Linked DNA regions of Sus scrofa: region 2 is linked to region 1. The links are chromatin contacts, called in public Hi-C maps. All regions are on one chromosome and are shown on one strand. The core of a region is the stretch at or near the end of the contact, and the rest is flanking DNA. Distances in the headings are between cores, read along the strand shown.

Region 1 (3,770 bases), core at 378-2,877:
CGTTCGCACAAAGCGCCGCAGTTTGGCCAAGAAGGGAGGGAGCCGGCCACGAAATAAATAAATAAAAACAGAGTCGGGTCTACGTAACGCCCTGTCGAAAGCGGACGCCATATTTTTTTGTGGCTTATGTCGACATAGGGAAACGTAGACATGTTTTTCCTCCTCCTCCTCCTCCTCGGTCTGCCTCCCATTTATCCAAACTTGTAATCAAAACTCTTTAAAAAAAAATCTCCCCCCGCCTCTGGATCCTCTGATTTCCTCCCACCCGCAAAAAAGAGCCTGCACCCCACCCCCCCTTCCGCGCCCCCCTTCCAATCACAAACCCGGCCAAGTCCCATTAACAACACATTTTCGGGAGCCGCGGCGGCGGCGGCGGCGGTGGGAAAGTTGGGCTGGAGTGGCCGGTGCCCGGCGTGCGGGGCTCGGGGCCGGCCGCGCCGGGCGGGGGGTGCTCCGCGCCGGGGCGAAGTTTCTTACCTGCGCCGGGGCTGGGAACGCGGGGACCCGGGCTGGGAACGTGGAGACGCGGCACGGGCGTTCCAAAATGGAACTCTGCTGGCTCCCCCCACCCACTCCCCACTCCTCACCGGGCGCCCGGCTCGGGCTCCGTGGGAAAGAGGGGGAAAGCCAGCCTGCCAGACAGACAGACAGAAGAAGCCCCCGTACGGAGAACAGTGGCCAAAATTTTTAAAAGAAAAAAAAAAAAAAGAAGGAAAAAAAAAGGGGAAAAAAATGTCTCGATCAGTGGGGAATCTACGCCAAAACCCACATGATCTGTAACGTCAGCATGCGTATTTGCATACGATACCACCACCCGAGCTGCCACCCGGGCTCGGGTTCCGCAGAAAGTTACAAAGTGAAATTCAGCCCCCTCCGGAGACGCCGGCGAAATGTCATTTTCAGGCGAGAGCTGGGGGGGAGGCCAACCCTAAAGGCGCTGGTTACTAGCCAAGGTTGGGGGGTGGGCAGTAAATTAACTTAAAAGTCTGAGCCCAGTAACGGACTCGGTGGAATTTCTGCGAGGGGAGGAGGGGGAGGCGCGAGCGAGATCATTGAATATTAAGCACGACCCGGCGCGGCGGCCGCGGCCAAACCCTCCTGGTGCAATACCCATTTTCTTTATGAAAAGTTCAAGGTGTCACTGATGAGCTCGACAAACTGTTGATCCTAACCACGTGGAGTGGCCGACGGAGGGACCGCTGGGCGCGGCTGCTCGCTGAGCGGGCGGCACCCGGGACCCCGCGTCCCTCCTGCAGAGCAAACGGCAGCGCGCGGGTGGGGCCGCCGCAAGCCCAGGGCGCTGCCTGCGCTTTCTCCCGCCCTAGGACTCAGGGAAATAATAACAACTTAAAAAAATTTTTTTTTTCTTTTTTAAAGCGAGACACATTTAACTCCTGGAGTAGTAATAAGAGGGCTCGGAGTAGGGAGGGTAAGGAAGAGCCCCCACTTATATAACGACTCGAAATTAGATGACTTTTGCTGAAGAGATTCTGAGATTTCCGCTTGCGCCAGGTCTGAGGTTGGTTAAACATCCTCAAACTTTTTTTCCTAAGAGCCAATAAACAAACAGACGCCCTGGGAGCTGACTTAAACTCTTGTCGGGCCAGCGCTCGCTGGGATTCTCAGACTTCGGAGAAATGCACACCCCTGCGGCGCTGGCAGGGAAGTCCCTCGGAAGCGAGGCGGGTCACTTTCGAAACTGGGACTCTGGCCTTCCCGGCGGGAGGGCATCCCTAACCGCCGCCGCCCCCTGGATCCCCTCGGGCGGCTTAGAGCAAAGGCAGGTCAGAATCTCGCTGCCCTCCGCCCGCGGCCTCGGGAACCGTGAACTCGCGTTTTGGGCGCGGCGCTTCAGCTGCAGTGTTCAGCTAAGGGCTCCAAGGGATTTGGGATTCAGGGGACGCTTTGGCATTTCACAGAACCTGTCTGCGCCGCCTGTCCCTGCCAGGTGGACCAGTTTCTCCTCGGTGGGCATCTCGACGCGTCAGCATCTCCCAAGTGTGTGCTGAGTGCGAGCGCGCACTGGGCGAGCGGGGGCCAAGGGGATGCTGTCTGGGGTCTACTTTTGACATTTTGAGAGCAGCAAGAAGACAAAGGGAGCCTGGGGCTGGGAGGCTCCGCGGAGTCCCCGCCCGCGCTGAGGATTAGCAGGCGCGGAGCGTCGGGGCTTCCCGGCCAGCCTTAGCTTGGGGGGAATTAGAACGAACTCTAGCGGCGGCTTGCGACTCGGCTCTGGGCGCTAGGACAGCAACAGGTGGCCGTGTGCGGCGGAGTGGCTGGAGGCGAGGACGGAGACGGGGTGAAAATGGCTGGCTCCCGGGCTGACTGCGTGGTCAACGCATTGGTTGACCTTTTGGCATTTTCGTTTCTGAGGCTGAGGAGAAGAAAGCAGCTGAAAGGCTTTCTCAGGGTCTCCCTTTAGGGCTCCAATTTCTCCACCAGAACCTGTTCTTTGGGTTCCCAGAAATTTTTACAATAAAAATAAAAATAGCTCATATGCAAAACTTTCTACTGGCTTGCACCTGTTTGTTCCGTTATTGCTGATGCAGGGTTGTTTGTTAACGGTGCAGGAAACCAGGTACTGGCTTTGAAGGAGGTCTCTTTTCCTAATGCTCTCAGATCTGAGAGGCAAACTGCCCAGGTTCTTAAAGGATTTATTAAGAACTTCCTGGGTGACTATGATCCAGATGCTATCGCATCTTTCTCAAACTCATTCCATATCTACTGTCTAACATCCTAATGTGCTTGCTGTCAATATCAGAATTTAGGGATGCTGAGTTTTTTTCCTCTTCCCTCAAGGATGTGCATGAAGAGAGAAAGAAAAAGAAAACAATCCCACCAACTATAATATTTTTATATTGCTTACTCTTGACTCTTCCAGGTCATTCCACTGCTTCCCTACGCCCCCCCCCCATAACTACAGTTCCCTGTTTCCATGGAAGTTACTGAAACCTTAAGAAAGTTGTATCTGTTCTGAGGCTGCACCTCCTTTTGCTGGTCATCCACTTAGAAGGGATTTCTATAAGCCATGTTTCCTCTGTCCCCCCCTCACTACCGTCTTCTTTTGGTTGGGCGAGCGGATAATAGGATGGAAGGGTCAGGCATGAGCCACACCGGGTAGACCCTCTGGACCGTCCATTGAGCTTTCATGTCTTCAGGCCACTTGTATCTCTTGGACACTGTGGGGGCATCTGATGTGCTGCAGTGTCTTTAAATTGTTCAGAGTTTAGCATGGGCCGGACCTTCCCTATATAAGCAGACAGCAGGGGATTAAACAAGGGTGACTTTTGCATTAAGAGCTACGATTTCAGTTTGCTTCACGTGTAGGTGGAGGAGGCAGACACTTACCTGATGTGATTCAGGAGCTCTGGAATCAATAATTATAGGAGTAGTGCTTATTGAGTGCTTTGTGTGCCTTTGCCAATTGCTGGTTAATCTTTTTTCAAACTGAAGTATAGCTGATGTACGATATTGTTTTAGTTTCAGGTGTACAGTTCTTAATCTTTACAACAACCCTAACAGGCATTGATTCTCGGAATGTTTTGTCTCAGGCCCCCTTTAGACCCTTCAAATTATTAAGGACCCCAAAGAGCTTTTGTTTATGTAAGTTATATACATCTTGATATTTATTAGAAATTCAACTGAAAAAAACCCCAAAGCATGGGAATTTACAAACACACTTTCCATTAGCCATCAGAGCAATAACACATGACATGTCATGTAGGCTTTGGAAATCTACTGTATACTTGAGAAAGAATACGAATGAAAAG
Region 2 (3,770 bases), core at 840-3,339, 43 kb after region 1:
AACGCGGGATCCGAGCCACGCCTGCAACTTACACCACAGCTCTCGGCAATACCAGATCCTTAACCCACTGAGTGAGGCCAGGAATTGAACCCGCGTCCTCATAAATGCTAGTCGGGTTCCTTAACCACTGAGCCATGATGAGAACTCCTTTCCAAGCGTTTCTACTCCATTTCTCCTAAGCTCTGCTGGATATCCTTCCAGAATCTTTCCCCAGATTCAGCCAAGCATCCTTGCACATGAATCCCCCTTACTCTATACACACACATGCACACACACTGCTTAAGGCTTTTGGTTTGCAATGTTGATTCATCTTACAGAAAGAGTCTTTCTCTTTTCATCTCCACTTGTTTCTGGCCTTGACCCTGCTGTAGAGTTGCCGCTGAGAAGACTTGTGCCAGCTGCTGAGGGGTTTAGGCGTGACCACCTTTCAGAGCTCTCTGAGGCCGGGGAGAGAAGCGGAGAAGGTTTGTGTTGAGGGGTGTGTGTGTGTGTGTGCGTGTCTCTGCTATGTGGCGTGTGTGGGGAGCAATGCTTAGTCTCAATTCTCATTTGGTTTCTCATTCCAGGCCAATGAATATTCCTGGATTCCTGGCCGGGCACCTCTGAAAAGAGAATGTTTTGACCTTCTCAGTGAGGGAGGTGTGTGGACAGAGCCCCCTGGGTGTAACTAGTCATCCCCTGACAGAGCCCCCTGGGTGTAACTAGTCATCATACTTAGTCTGTTTACTGATCCAACAAGCAATTTATCCATCAGCTGTAATTAAATCATCTTCAAGCCGAGAGTCTCGTAAGTCCCAGATACACTTCCAAACAAAGCACTGGTGGGGACCGTCCCTAAAAGGAAGCCTGATGAATCCTCAGGGCAAGCCTCTGAAGTGGTTGTGGTTACTCCCATCTCACAGATGAAGAAACTGAGGCTCCAGAGGGAATCCATACATCATCCGAGGTCCCCATTGTGAATGGCACAGCCAGAACTTGAATCCAGGTCTGCTGGCCTGGCTCTTCCTTGTACAACACACTCCAGCCTGGGCTGCCTTTTCCCCGAATGTGTTGCAAAGGAATTTCAGACCCTCTGCTGTTGCCTGCTAAGGTTGTGATGCCAAGTTATCTAAGCATAGGCTTTTTTGGTCGCCTGGACGTCATCCCCCATCTTTCTTGCCTCCTTCAGTAGATCACGCACACTGGGAGGCAACTTCAGCTCCTTCCTATTCTGCTCGGTGCTGGGAGCCTGCTGTAGGGACTCCCCAGATTCCTAGTGGAGGAAAGAATGAAACTGTCAGGACAGAAGGAGAAATCTCTTTCTCTATTCCCAGCCTCCTTCCCTGGAATCCCAAACCCACTTTTGCCACTGGTCATTACTGGATAATAGCAGAGGTGTGTGTATCAGCCTAGAAATTCTTTTAGTAGAAGTTTTAAAATTTCAACATCAAAGGTTGGAAATACTTGGTAGTCTTTGATGTGCATGAGGCAAGTCAGCTAGACTTTTGGGAAGGGGGTGTGAGACACACACACACACACACACACACACACACACACACACACACACCCCTGTCTTTACCAAATATAAAATATTCTCTTTGCTTCCTGCACCCTCAAATATTGGTCAGTTTTAATTCCTGGGAGACTCTCTATGACTGTTCTAGGTGGGTGGAGAATGTTTCTTCAGATCTTTTGCTTTACATTGCTCAGTGATACCCTTCAAATAGGATTCTGGCTTCCCTGGTTTGCCAATAGTGTTACAAAAAGGCCCAGGAGAGCTTCTGCAGTGAGGTGCTGCAGGAGAAAATACACTGGCTCTGAAGAGGAGGACCAGGACTTGTCCAAGGTCATGCACCCAAATCCGTGGTCCTGAATATGCCTTCCCCTGTTTCCATGAAAGTTACACGTGGGAGCGCTCAAAATCTACTCAACTGACAACCTGGTGTGTGTCCCTGGCATTGTTTGTGCAACCAACTGCTTGTGAATCTGAGAGGCGAGGGCGTCAGAAGGGCGAGCGTCTGGGATATTTTAATATTCAGTATTTCCAGACTCAGCAGGCAGCAGGCTAAATCTGTCCACTGATGGGCAGGCATGAATTATGAAACCACTCACGTAGGTTGAGAGGTTGCCCGGAGCTGGGGAAGCGTCGCCACCAGTGTCTCTGCAAGCTGGTTGGGGGAGGGGTCTCTCCCCAGTTGGGAGGGATCGTGGAGTGTGGACCCGTGATCGATCACAGTGTGGGTGTGGCTCACACACCACAGGACCCATTTGGGCTTCCCGAATCCTAGGCCCTCAGACAGGGTGGGTGGTGGGATCAAAAAACAGAAGAGAAACCACAGGGCGGTCCTGCTTTCTGCGTGGCAGGAGGGTGAGGCTGCCCCCTGGTGGCGAAGGTCCGCAGGGGGCGCTGACCTTCAAGGAGTCCAGGAAGGAAATGTGACCTCCTTCCTGACCTGGGTTCTGATGCCTCCTCCACCTACTATGGGGGCTGTGCTGGTTGTGGGGGTCCGCCAGTGTGAGGCTGAGGGCTGGGAACTGAGGTCTAATCATCAAGGGGAGGAAAACTGAAGCTTAGGGGTTAGGATAGGTGATGATGGTGGTGGATTGTAAGCGAATCCTCAGAGATAATATTGAACAAAACACATCAGTAATAGCCATTTATTGATGCTCTGTGCCGGCAGCGGTGCTAAGCACATTACACACATGTTCTCAATTCTTCACAACAATCCTGTTCATTAGATATCATTATTCCTGCATTTACAGATGAGAGGCAAAGTGAAAACTCCAGTATCATCACCAGGTATGTAGTTAACAATTATGAAATAATGCAGCACAGTGTTTTAGGAGTAGTATCTCATGTAGTCTTCACACTTATTTTAGGAAATCGGCTTTTATTATTCCTATTTTTATTATTTCCATCATATCATTGAGGAATCTGAAGCTTAGAGAGGGTATGTGCCAGTTATTTTTTTTTTTCAGTGTGGCAAATCACTCCTCGATTTAGTGGCTTGAGCCAACAATTACTTAGTTTTGTTTGGTTTTTAGGTCTAAGTACTTCCTTTATTTTTACTTTTAAATTATAATATCCCTCCTATTACTATGAATTTGAAGATAGTTGATTGAACTACACATTAATAGACAAAGTAAGAATTCCAAATTTGTCTTTATCGTTTGATCAAAAAATTCTTTGCATGAATGGCTGGCAAAACTCTGCACAAATACTATCAATCCTCCACACAGACATGTGGATATTAATACTCGGATGTCGTGAGGGATCCCTTACTTTGCTTTTAAATGTGCTGAGTTGGCAATTTGGGCTGGGTTCTGCTGGGTGGTTCTTCTGGTCTCAGCGGGTCCCGGGAGAGCATCCTGCATCTGTGGTCACATGCTGGTCAGCTTGGGGGCTCTGTTTTGAGGGATTGGTTGGTTGTGGGCTGGGATGATGATGGAGACTGGTCCATGTGTGTCTCAGCATCCAGCAGGCTGGTCTGAGCTTGTGCCTGGGAGGGGTCTGAGAGAGAGAGAGAGGAGAAATATCCAAACTCTCTTGAGACCCAGGCTCAAAACTGGTACAATGTCACTTGTACTAAAACTCCATTGGCCAAAGCAGGTCCATCTCTAGCCCAGAATCAAGGGACAGGGTGTATAGACTCCTGATGGGGGGCGGGGTGCAGTGAAATCAGAGCAAATGGTGAGTGTCGATAGAGAGAGGGGGAGGGGTGGGGACCGGGCCATTTTAGTGCTATATCACTGGGTCCGTATGGGGAACGGGTTCAGGTGGAGTGGGACCC

The links. Hi-C and Micro-C count contacts between places; a contact is called where the count stands out from the background.
Region 2: a Hi-C map of skeletal muscle shows a contact between it and region 1, with 9 times the contacts expected there. The contact joins the enhancer-like site here to the promoter of ZHX2 in region 1. A contact is called at or near these places in 1 of 5 promoter capture datasets (liver), 11 of 47 Hi-C or Micro-C datasets (alveolar macrophages, embryonic fibroblasts, epiblast stem cells and 4 more) and 1 of 2 datasets of contacts at active chromatin or transcription factors (skeletal muscle).

The regions. Positions count from the first base shown.
Region 1 is chr4:16,552,232-16,556,001 of Sscrofa11.1, forward strand. ZHX2 (zinc fingers and homeoboxes protein 2) reads right to left here and starts at 1,628. Exons shown (of 5, transcript XM_021088974.1): 1 at 478-1,628.
Region 2 is chr4:16,594,567-16,598,336 of Sscrofa11.1, forward strand. No RefSeq gene overlaps it. Among named protein-coding and RNA genes, the nearest start is that of ZHX2, 43 kb to the left of the region's middle. Within about 2 kb of position 2,090, at least 25 of the 83 cell types and tissues checked have an H3K27ac peak or open chromatin away from gene starts, as enhancers often do. A contact at or near this core is called in alveolar macrophages, fetal liver, liver and 1 more, where this site is marked.